Regions from separate parts of the Pan troglodytes genome. Here region 2 is linked to region 1. A link is a contact called in public HiChIP or PLAC-seq data. All regions are on one chromosome and are shown on one strand. The core of a region is the stretch at or near the end of the contact, and the rest is flanking DNA. Distances in the headings are between cores, read along the strand shown.

What was found. HiChIP or PLAC-seq counts read pairs in DNA pulled down with a chosen protein or histone mark.
Region 2: a contact with region 1 is called in an H3K4me3 HiChIP or PLAC-seq map of stem cell-derived excitatory neurons, with 5 times the contacts expected there. The contact joins the promoter of WIPF2 here to the promoter of CDC6 in region 1. A contact is called at or near these places in 1 of 7 Hi-C or Micro-C datasets (stem cell-derived neural progenitor cells) and 1 of 1 datasets of contacts at active chromatin or transcription factors (stem cell-derived excitatory neurons).

Annotation. Positions count from the first base shown.
Region 1 is chr19:27,817,833-27,820,532 of NHGRI_mPanTro3-v2.0_pri, forward strand. CDC6 (cell division cycle 6) reads right to left here and starts at 1,437. Exons shown (of 12, transcript XM_009432229.4): 1 at 997-1,437.
Region 2 is chr19:27,885,324-27,888,023 of NHGRI_mPanTro3-v2.0_pri, forward strand. WIPF2 (WAS/WASL interacting protein family member 2) reads right to left here and starts at 1,414. Exons shown (of 8, transcript XM_016931854.4): 1 at 1,105-1,414.

The sequences.
Region 1 (2,700 bases), core at 187-2,686:
TTTACACATGAGAAAACTGAGATAAACAGTGGCCCAAAGTCACAGAAAAACAGGAATAACCCCGGGCATCTGGTGCCAGAGCCCAAGTTCTTAACCAATTGAGCGATGCAATAACAAGTTACCTGAAATGGGCCGGGCGCGGTGGCCCATGCCTGTAATCCCAGCACTTTGGGAGGCTGAGGCGGGCGGATCACCTGAGGTCAGGAGTTCGAGACCAGCCTGACCAACATGGAGAAGCCCCGTCTCTACTAAAAGTACAAAAATTACGGCCAAACGCGGTGGCTCACGCCTGTAATCCCAACACTTTGGGAGGCCGAGACCATCCTGGCTAACACGGTGAAACCCCGTCTCTACTAAAAATGCAAAAAATTAGCGGGGCGTGGTGGTGGGCGCCTGTAGTCCCAGCTACTCGGGAGGCTGAGGCAGGAGAATGGCGTGAACCCGGGAGGCGGAGCTTGCAGTGAGCCGAGATCGCGCCACTGCACTCCAGCCTGGGAGACCGAGCGAGACTCCGTCTCAAAAAAAAAAAAAAAAAAAAAAAAATTAGCCGGACGTGGTGGCGGGCGCCTGTAGTCCCAGCTACATGAAGAGGCTGAGGCAGGAGAATGGCTTGAACCCGGCAGGCAGAGGTTGCAGTGAGCCGAGATCGCGCCACTGCACTACAGCCTGGGCGACAAGAGCGAGACTCCGTCTCAAAAAAAAAAAAAGTTACATGAATTGATTTATATAGAACTTCTAGTTTCCTCCCTCCAGGCACGCGGGGTGTCTTTATCACCAGTTCAGCCCAGCACCCGCCACATTTAGTCTCTTCTATCCCAAGCCCTCACACTGCAGCTCAGTCTTCCCTCAGGTCTTTCCGCCCCTGCACTCAGTCCTCATTCTAGGCAGCTCTCAACGCACCCCAGAATATTTCCTTCCTACAACTTTCACCTCCTTCACACCAGGCATAACTGCTAGAACTACCCCGAGGGCACCTGCCCTTTCCCTGATCCCGACCTCAGACCTCCAGCGAGCTCAGCTCTTTTCCCTTCACTTCACCTCAGGCCTCGCCGGAACCCGCAGCCTTCACCCAGCTCCGCTGCCTCACAGACCCCAGGCCTCCTCGAGCAATCCTCTTCTTTCCACCTCAGTGCAGGATCCTTCTCACGTCTCTCACACGCAGCCTCTCGGACTCACCACCACAAGCCCCTGAACAAACTGCACAGCGGCAGCAGCAAACTCCAGCCGCGCTCGCGCCAAATCCGAATGGCCACAGCGTTCCCACCTCCCGCCAAAGCCCGGCCTCGATTCTGATTGGCTGTAGTCACAGAGCCTTTCGCCTTGGGCACCGCCTCTTTTTTTGCTACCAATCCAGTGGAAGAGTTACAGCCAATGAGAGAGCCCCAAGTCTTAGAGTCGCTGTGAGGCCACGACCACTGAACGGGGTAGGGAATCTACATCCGGGGCCTCGGTGGAAAGACGCGCGATTGCGGCAGGGCGACTCTGGGTAAAGCGGGCCGGCCCGCCGCAAAGCACGCTGGGAGGCGTAGTCTTTGCTGCCGCGCAGTCGCACTCTTCCTTCGACTGGAAGTGTCAAGATGTGGTTCCCCTTCTCACTGCCTAAAGTACCCATTTGCATCATCCTGATGGGCTAGATTTTCAGAACTGCTACATGATACCTACCGTTTTGGGTTCTGTGCGCCAGGTATGATGCTAGGCACTTTCCTTACCTAATGCTCAACCTCGCAAAGTACAAAGCAAACCTGTATACAAGGTTAGAGGTCACAGCATCTTGGTGACAGTGAAGAGCCTAGGATCCAGATCTCCTGATGGCTGAACTAGTGATTTTTATGGTAAAGTTCTACACACCTACATAAAGAAAAACTATGCTTCATCATAGTATCTCTTGATTTGTGCTTCAAAGGTGAGAAACAGAGCCAACTCTTTGCTTTTATTTCGTTCAACGTAAGAATATTATGTTCTGTGCATCTTCTTACCATTAATCCACACATCATGGGGAGGGAATTATGACCCCTTAATTTTAAAATCTTTTATGGCGAAACACTAGGGTTTCAGGGCCAGGGAAGACAGCTATATAGAAGAGGCAAGCTGAGTTTTTAATGAAAAGTATAAATTAGCGCAGTAATTTGAAGGCCAGCTTCCAAAGCCAATAATTCATCTAAGCCTCAGGTTCCTTTAGAGGCCAGAACCCAATTCTAGGTGATGGTAAACATTTATCTTTTACCCCTCAGTAACAAGCAAAATAGAGCCATAAAGCCTAGAAAGAGGGAAGCAACAATATTACGATCATCAGTGAATTGGTACCTAGTTCATGAAGAGAGCCAATATTGAGTGCTTAAGTGTATGCCAGGGGCTGTGCTCAGTATTTTACCTACATCACCTTATTAATCTTCACAAGCACCCCCATGAACCTGGTGTTATTTCACTTTACAAATGAGGGAACTACAGTAGAGGGGAGTTGAGTAAACTTGCCCAAGGTCACACAACTAGTAAGTGGAAGAGCTAGAATTTGAACTCTGAACTCTGACAGAAAATCAAACTCTTGACCACTTTATCATAGGGGGATGATTAGACAGATTCAGGTTCTAAACAGGAAGAGATGGTGGAGTACATTTCGTGAAGGCTTTTTAGCAGCTGAAAACTACAAAAGTGAAGAGAATGGGCTGCCATGAATGGAGAAAGTTACCACACAATGGAAGC
Region 2 (2,700 bases), core at 164-2,663, 67 kb after region 1:
CAACAAAAATATATATATATATGTACACACACACGTTAGGCGGGAGTAGTGGTCACACCTGTGGTCCCAGCTATTGGCGGGGCTTAGGTGGAAGGACCACTTCAGCCCGGGAGGTCGAGGCTTTAAGGAGCCATGATCATGCCACTGCACTCCAGCCCGGGCGACAGAGTGAGACCACGTCTCTTAAAAGAAAAAAAAAGAAAAAAGAATTCCATCACATATCAGTTCCTTGCCTCAATGCTATTTTTAAGAACTTTCCTTCCTGATCAAAAACTCGACCATACACACTGCCATGCTGAACACTTTAACATTTCCATCTTGGCCGGGTGCAGTGGCTCACACCTGTAATCCCAGCACTCTGGGAGTCCAAGGTGGGAAGATCGCTTGAGCCCAGGAGTTCAAGACTAGTCTGAGCAACATAGCCAGACCCCACCTTTAAAACAAACAAAAAAAAATTCCATCTTCCCTCACTTCACACCACTTCAACATGAACCCTCAACTCCAGACGTTCCAATGCGCATCTTCACATTCTCAATCCAACCTTTAACTAAATTCTGATTCCTTTTCAAAGAACGCTCTCAAGATTCCCTCTAGTGTAAGCAGTTTCCCGAGCCATCTTCCCAAACACTAGCTTTCACCTAACTCAATCCCCAAAATGTCACACTGGACTCCTCACCCACAGCATCCTGCTAATTAGCCGTTCCCAACAGGTCCTCCGTTCCCGTCTCCCTTTTTGCGCACGATTACCTCGTTCCTCACACCGAGTTGCCGCCTTAACTCACCCAACCCTTCAGGAGCCCTTATTGCCTGTCTCTCAAAAACCTTCCTCCCCATTTTTCCAGTCCACGCTCGCCCCATACCAATATTCGACCACTCCTCCCCAGATTCCCCACGCCCTCTCTCCTCCAGGTTCTTCCGATACAGTCCCCCGGCCCCCCGCCCCTCAGGCCCCACCCGCAAGACCCCTCTCCCCCTCCGGCCCCTCCTCTAATGCCCCCCTCTTCTCAAGCCCCGCCCCGAGCCCCCCTCCCCGCGACTTTCCCTCCCACTCAGGTCCGCAGGTCATTTCAGCGACTGACCCAGCCGCCCCGGCCTCTTTCCGACCTGGCCGCAGCTGCTCTGGGAGCGAATCCTCTGCCGCCTACACTCCGGCTTCGTCCTGTCCTGCTCGCCCCCCGGCAAGCTCTCTTTCTCGTCGCCGCCGCCGCCGCCGCCGCCGCCGCCCCTTTTGCCAACCCGGAAATGAATCTGCTCCCACCGTCCCCAGCGTCCGCGAACAAAATGGAGGCGGGGGAAAAAGGAGGAGAGAGCAGGGAGCGGAGAGATGCGAGACGCATGCGCCCCTGGGAAGCCCGCCCCCTGCCGGCCCACGTAAAGGCGGAAGCGGTTGAGTGGCCGCCATCTTAGGAAGGTCACAGGAATTCCGCTTACCAGCTAAAAGCTGGGTTTGCAACTTTAGCTGCAATTGGAATCACCTGGCAAGATTTAAATACTATGATGCCTGGTTCCCACCCCTGGAAATTATAATTTAATTCTGGGGTGCAGCCTAGGCATCAGGAAATTGTTGCAGGTGATTCTAACGGGTTGCCAAGGTGGAGAACCACTGAGCTAAACAGTCATTGTTGAATATACTCCTTTCGTCTTTAATCCGCCGCACACACACACACCCTCCCCCCTAAATATCCTTCCTTAATCTCGAGTTAACGAAGAACCCGCCTCGGCCAACCTTGCAAAGGCCAAGTAGTCAAGCTCCGGTTGTCATGGCAACAGAGGCAGGCCGCTGCTCACAAGTCATCATTTACGTCATCTTACCCACCTGACTCGAACACCTTCTCTTCTTTCTCGGGCTGGGGTTTCCTCCAGCTTCCAGGGCTATAGGATGGTGCTGTGGACCCCTCCAGCTGCTTGGGCCAGAGAGAGAAATCCTGTGCCCTCTTTGATGGAGCTGCTGTTAACCCCTGACAGCTGACTAAGTATCTCTCCCTAGTCCACCCAGAAAAGCGCTTTCCATTATAGCTTCAAAATACTCTTGGTTTAATTCCATTCCTAGCACAGAATCCGAAGTAAGGGGGCAAGATTGGGACTTAGTCCCCATTACTTAACAAGCTGTGTGCCATTGGGCCTTAGCTACCCTATCTGTAAAATGGGTCTAATAGTGCCTGTCCCGTCTGTCTCATAGAGTTGTTGCAAAGCTGAAATCAGTTAATGAATGGGAAAACGTGATAGAGCATAAGTTGTTATTATTTTTGTTTTCCTTCTATTCTGCCATGAGTAGTACTAGGCACCACCCACTAGTCAAGTAAATGTCACATTGAGTACCTGCTAAACACCAGGAGATGGCTACAGAGGTGACTAAGACAGAGCCTCTGCCCTCAGGGAACTCACTACGTTGGTGGGCAGACTGGCATAAACAGCTAGCTGAGATACAAGTCAGAGTGTGATTAGTGCTGTGGGACGTCAGACAAGGGAGCAATTAATTCCTGCTAAAGAATGGAAGGAGGTTTCCTAAATGGTTTGGATCTGGGCCTTGAAGGATGAATGGAATTTTATTATTAATCAGAGAAGTCAGGGAACACAGCAGGCATAGGGATCAAGGACACGAGGTAAAGATTTTCAGCTGTCTACATCCTGCATGGCCATACGTGGGGCGATGGAGCCAGGGAGATGGTGGGTCCAAACACCTTACCAGAGCCTCCCAAC